Linked DNA regions of Dromaius novaehollandiae: region 1 is linked to region 2. The links are chromatin contacts, called in public Hi-C maps. All regions are on one chromosome and are shown on one strand. Each heading gives the region's core, a stretch centred on a gene start, on an enhancer-like site or on the middle of the called end of the contact. The rest is flanking DNA. Distances are from core to core; before and after follow the strand shown. Region 1 overlaps ABTB2 (ankyrin repeat and BTB domain containing 2). Region 2 has its middle 23 kb from the start of ELF5.

Evidence for each region. A called contact is a pair of places that touch in the nucleus more often than the background predicts.
Region 1: a Hi-C map of brain shows a contact between it and region 2, with 2.6 times the contacts expected there. The contact joins two enhancer-like sites. A contact is called at or near these places in 2 of 4 Hi-C or Micro-C datasets (brain and liver).

What each region holds. Positions count from the first base shown.
Region 1 is chr5:51,464,095-51,466,879 of bDroNov1.hap1, reverse strand. It overlaps ABTB2 (ankyrin repeat and BTB domain containing 2), which reads right to left. Exons shown (of 17, transcript XM_026099973.2): 15 at 928-996. Among named protein-coding and RNA genes, the nearest start is that of NAT10, 38 kb to the left of the region's middle. Within about 2 kb of position 1,354, at least 2 of the 2 cell types and tissues checked have open chromatin away from gene starts, as enhancers often do.
Region 2 is chr5:51,271,145-51,273,844 of bDroNov1.hap1, reverse strand. No RefSeq gene overlaps it. Among named protein-coding and RNA genes, the nearest start is that of ELF5, 23 kb to the right of the region's middle. Within about 2 kb of position 1,449, at least 1 of the 2 cell types and tissues checked has open chromatin away from gene starts, as enhancers often do.

The sequences.
Region 1 (2,785 bases), core at 105-2,604, 190 kb before region 2:
CCCTCAGGAAGGTGCAGAAAGGCTACTGGATACCTAGATAAAGCAACAGAGAGAATTTCCCCCTTTGTTAGGAAAGGCTTGCTTCTCCTGCAGGAAATGCATTTGTGCTACCTTTTGCTACCACGACCTGCAAGCCTTCGCCTGTTCAAAGCCCCCTCCCAAAAAAAAAAAAAAAAAAAGTGTAATCTTTAGCTGCAGCTTTAATCTCACCACTCTGTGACTAAATGGCATCACTGAAAGAGGACCTGTGTACTACAGCCGTGCTTTTAGCCCAATCTTGGTACCATATGTGGCTCCGCAGAAGTTCAGCTTAAAAGCGGTAGCCTCCCTGTGACCCCCCCCGCCCCTTGGTGGATGGCCTGCTCGGGGCGCCAGAGCTGCAGGCTCAGCTGCTTCCTTCCCCCAGCAGAGAGAGGACTCGCAAAGAAGGCTTCCATCCATCTCTGTGAGGTGCACAGCCACCTGATCAATGAAGGAATTACTTAGCAAAGCTGATGCTTTTTAGGTTTAACAGTTGCTTGTTGGGGAGTAAATACAAGGCTGCAGTACAGTTCTCGCCTTCCTCTTCTGGAACTTTTAATTTATCTACTTGTAAGCAAGAACAACTTTGGAGACTAACAGCATACTCACTTATCTAGCATCTCTTTAAAAAGAACTGATTTATGGAGGTAAAGTTCAATGGATAGTTTAAGGCAACTCTGGGTACCAATAGCACTATAGTGATGTATTTTTATCCAGCATCTCATTGCCATACTATAAAATAATTGGTAGCTGTTCTTATTTCCAGGCACTTTTGTTTCAAAACTTTGAACTCATTTCAAAGCCTTAAGTATCCTAGATTGAAAGCTTGTTGGCAGCTGCTGGATTTTGCCTTTCAAGCCCTGTTTATACCCCAGTGCACATAGACTTAGAAGAAAACACTCTCACCTCTAAGATATCAGTGGTGGGAATTTCCATAGATTCTGTTCCTCCATAATATAAATACTGCATCAGCATCTGAAATGGGAAGAAGGCCAGGCATGAAGCTGTTATCACCCAAGTCACACGGGACTGTGAATGGCTGTGCTCCCCCTCCTGGGCAGACGGGAATCACGTGGTGTGCTGGCTCTTGCTACTGCTTTTGGCATTTTTCTAGTGTTGCAAATGTGCTACTTTCTAAAACTACTTCTTCCTTGGGTTTTGAAAAGGGCCCCGTTGAGGATTTTAGGTTCAGGGTGACAGTGTGTCTCTGAGCAAGAGGAATGTCCTTGGAAAGATATTTCTTGCATGCTGATTTGTAAAGCCCTGCAGGCTGGTCACACGCAGAGCTGCGGCTAGGGGGAGCGCTGAAGCTGCCGTGCCATGTGCATGTGTGTCGCAGGGACCTCCCAGCCGCCCGCCTCCCTGCCGTGCTTCTAATCAGCTTCCAGGCCCCCCACCCCTCCCAGCCCCTGTCGGGGCCAGAGGAAAAGGCATAACTGTTTGCAGGGACAGCAAGCGTCATCTTTGGCTCTTTGATCCACATGTGCACAACCCCACCCCCAGCAAAACCACTACTGTCATATCTAGGGAATGGCTAAATTTGGTGTTGGGAAGACAGGTCACCCCAGCGTCCTGGGTACTGCACAAACACATGTGGAGACTGCGTGCTGTGCTTACCACTCCTGACAGCAGTGGTAACAAAACTAAGCTTCTATTTAAAAAATTTCTTATTTGTATAATGAAAGCATAAAGAAGCAAAGCTACTTTCCCCAAGCAGAATAAAGATCTCTAGCGGTCCAGTTCAGTGCAGCATAACTGAGATTACTGTAGAACACCACAATCTCCTTAAGTCACCTCCTCTTATTTAACATCAAATTGTCTCTATGAAAGATTTCACTCTTTTCATTGTTTTCAATTCAGTGCTGTCTCCAGTGGAAAAAAAAAGCCTATCTTCAGAAACCTTTTGATGTAAAAAAATTTTAAGGAGGCTTGTTTAAATATTTTCAGTTGCACCCCCCCCCCTTTTATTTTTTATTTTTTTATGGTCATGGTCTGAGCTGCAGAGTTTGGATGCCATCTGTACAGCACCAAACTATCACAGCCCCTTTCCAATACAGCAAAGATACTCATAGCCAACTTCATTCCCTCCAGGAGAGAAGGCACTACTGCTGACAAACAGCTTGGTGTATATATACATCATAGAAAGAGGAAAAAAGAGGAAAATCCTCAACCCTGCAGTGAAACAGTTACACAATCTTTCAGCTTTTCTGCACTTCCAGATTTCCCTTTCTGATTTGAAATGCAGAGCTAGAAAGCTGGAACAACTTTTAACTCTCACATTTCACTGACTTGTTTTTTTCTTTGGTTGTGTGTTGAGTACCCTACTTTCTCTCCATCATGAATGAAGCTCCCTTAGGTCCATTAGATACAGAAATGTCATAAAAGCAAAGTGAAATTCTTAATTTCAAGCCCTTCTTGAAAGGGACACCATCAATTTCTGATAATCTGATTTGAATTAATATGAAGCTTGGCAGTCCTGCTGCTCTAACTAGGCTTACTTTTTTGCTTAACACAGCATGAAAGTTGTGCCTGTGAACCTTTTATAAGTACAAAACTACATTCAGTAAAAGACTTATTTGTCCTGCTTTACGGAAGAGTCAATTGCCTAGTAAGAAAATAAAAATATAGGCTGGAGTTTTTTGTTCCAAGGTTGGTCCCAGCTGAAAAGCTTTGACACAGATCAGAATACTCGTAAAATGCAGCCAATTTCTACTTGTAAATTATCTCTGGTATTAAGCCCCTGGCCCTTTTAGCTTCCAAAGTG
Region 2 (2,700 bases), core at 200-2,699:
TTGGTAGATGTCTTTAAAGGTATTGCCTATGACAGCAAACTCCTGCTGTGCTACAGTCAGCAATGTAGTGTCTGGTTCAGGCAAGAACTGAAAACATCTGATTAATAGCATCCATGAGAGATCATCTGTGAGAGCAAGGGCCTTTTGAAGTAACCTTCTGAATGTGCATTCACCACTGATACCTGTAATTTAAAGTAAAATCAAATTTTATCAGTTAAGGTGGGGTCTTAAAGACCTATTCCATGTGTATATTCTGAGGACTATCATGGCTGGAACAACTTTCCCATGTTCTTCTCCACTGGTGTTATCAATCCCTCAGGCCAAAGATCTTGCTTATAGTAACATAAGGTTAAAGCATGAAAAACTGCACTTGCAAAAACTGAGGATGCTGTTTGATTGTTTTTATTATGGAGTTTCTATCCTTTGTGTTCTCAACCTTCCTTGTACGGGCTCCAAAGGTGATAGTGTGTTTTTTTTATTAATATGCATGCCTGCAATATCCAAGGGCAGCTGAATCAGGCAAAATAAACTTGCCCAATTATAATTTGTTTCCACCAGCTTCTGTAACATCACTGTTTCATGACATCCCAAGAATACCACAGGTAACACCTGTTCTATTTCAGTGCGCTTCCCTGTAATACACAGTTTGACTGTGAGCTTCTGATTGCTTTTTGCCATGTTTAGAGTGCAACCTCCTGTTCTTCCCAGCATTTTAACTTCTTTCTTTGTGCTTTCCCTTGCAAAAATCTTACTCAGTAAGAACATTATATGCTACATATCCCTACTATATGGACTGCACTGGACTCCTAAATTTTAAAACAGTAAGAGTTCTTGAAAATAGATGTATATAAAATTACTCCTCTTGTAAAAATGTGTAAAATTTCTGAATTAATTTGGTATATTATCATTGATGATAAAAAGCATTTTCAGCTACATTTTGATTGACTATAGACCCTGGAGGGTTCTTTTTGCCAGCACCATCTCATTTAGTCTGTGAGTTTGTCTAAACCCTTCCCATTTATAAAAACTTTCAAGTCGTGTGCTATGGGTGGAAACAGTTTAACTGCTGAAAAACATGCAAGTAATGTTACAAGCTTTCTCCTAGATGTTTAAAGATTGAACTGTCATGAGCTGTTTAGAGGAACTTTGCTGGAGTAAAAGCAAAGAATGCTAAACAACTTGTGAGGCCTTATTTATAAGAAAAAGCTGTTTTCAGAAATGACACGTGAAAAGGTTTCCCTACCTTTTAACATAGATTACTTTAATCTCCTCTCCTTTCATTACATTTTAGTCACAGTGTGTAAAAATCTTGCAAACTGAAAAAAGAATTAATTTCAAGCTCTATAGTAGGAGCATGTGTGGAAATTCTATGATCCTTCAAGGTTTTGGGTTTTTGGTAGAGACCCAAGCTGTGCGTGGCACATGTCTACTTTAGCTCAAGTGTAGCCTCTGCTGGAGTATTCCAGTATTGCAGATCATCAGCTAATTTTTGAATAGCTGTTTAGGTTATGAAAAGAGGAACTGTGCTTTTGTGAAAAAATGATCTCACTAGAATACCAGTATAAATTGAGAATAAAATGGATGCCTGTATCCTTTCAATGCAAGGAATGATCAGCACAATGAAAAATAACCCAAAATATAGTTATTCTACCTAGTTTCAGTTTTGTGGAAAGAAGGCTTCTTCATTTCTGATGTCATGCTGGTTATCACACCACACCTTGCTCGTAGATGTAGCCTGGGAGCTGTACGTTATGGGTTGCAGAATGTTACAGAAGTAAACCACTTTCTCATTTTTTACAAATGTGGATGGAAATAGCCTCTTCACACATCTGGAAATGTGTTGAAGTGCATGGAGGCCTCTGAAATCTGTAGAAGCTGCGTGTTTGAAGGCATGATGTGGATGCTGTTCTGTACTGGTAAGCCTCTCACCGCTCTTTTGTGTTGCCACTTTCCCATGGGTGAGAGAATACATGGAAAGGTTGGACTTCATGCTATAAGCATCTTCTGACAAAGAGCCACATGGGTGAAGAGCATGGAAGCCGTGATTACTACTGACCTTTCAAAAGCTGCCACAGGTTATGGGTACAGTGCTGGTGGCAAGGGGAGCTGAGTGCGTTTAGTCTTGGAAATATTCAATGGCAGCAGTGTGGAGTTCAGTGTAAGAAAACTTATCCTGTGGAGAAATAGTTGTATGGGCAGGTTTTCATCTTCTTTCCTCATTGCAAATACTTGTGCAAAAGTCCATTCAATTTGCTGAAGACCAAGGTATGGACCTCAAAGTCTTAAAGAAAACCAAGAATTGAAACTACCTGTGGTTCCGTTATCTGGTCAGCTGGGCTGCTATGATGCTGGCCACCCCTCTCCTTTATTGGATCTGGCATATAGCATAGAGGGCTTGGGATGGAAGAATGGCCAAGGCACTATTTGGAGCTGAGAAATGAAATTCCTGTCTATTCTGGTGCTTTACCATTTCAGGTGAAAACTTCTGTCCTATTTGCCAGACTTGTATTCAAGCTCTTTAGGATAAAAAGTGCTGTAGAGGCTGCCTAAGGGTGCCCCTAGAGGGGGTATTTTCCCTCTTTCACAGGATTTTACTGGGTAAAAAACCTGTCTTATTCTGAGACTTTTCCCTTTAGTAATTATAATGTTTTCTTTAGATAAGAAGAAATTAGTACTTGGAAATTAGTACTTGGCAGTGTG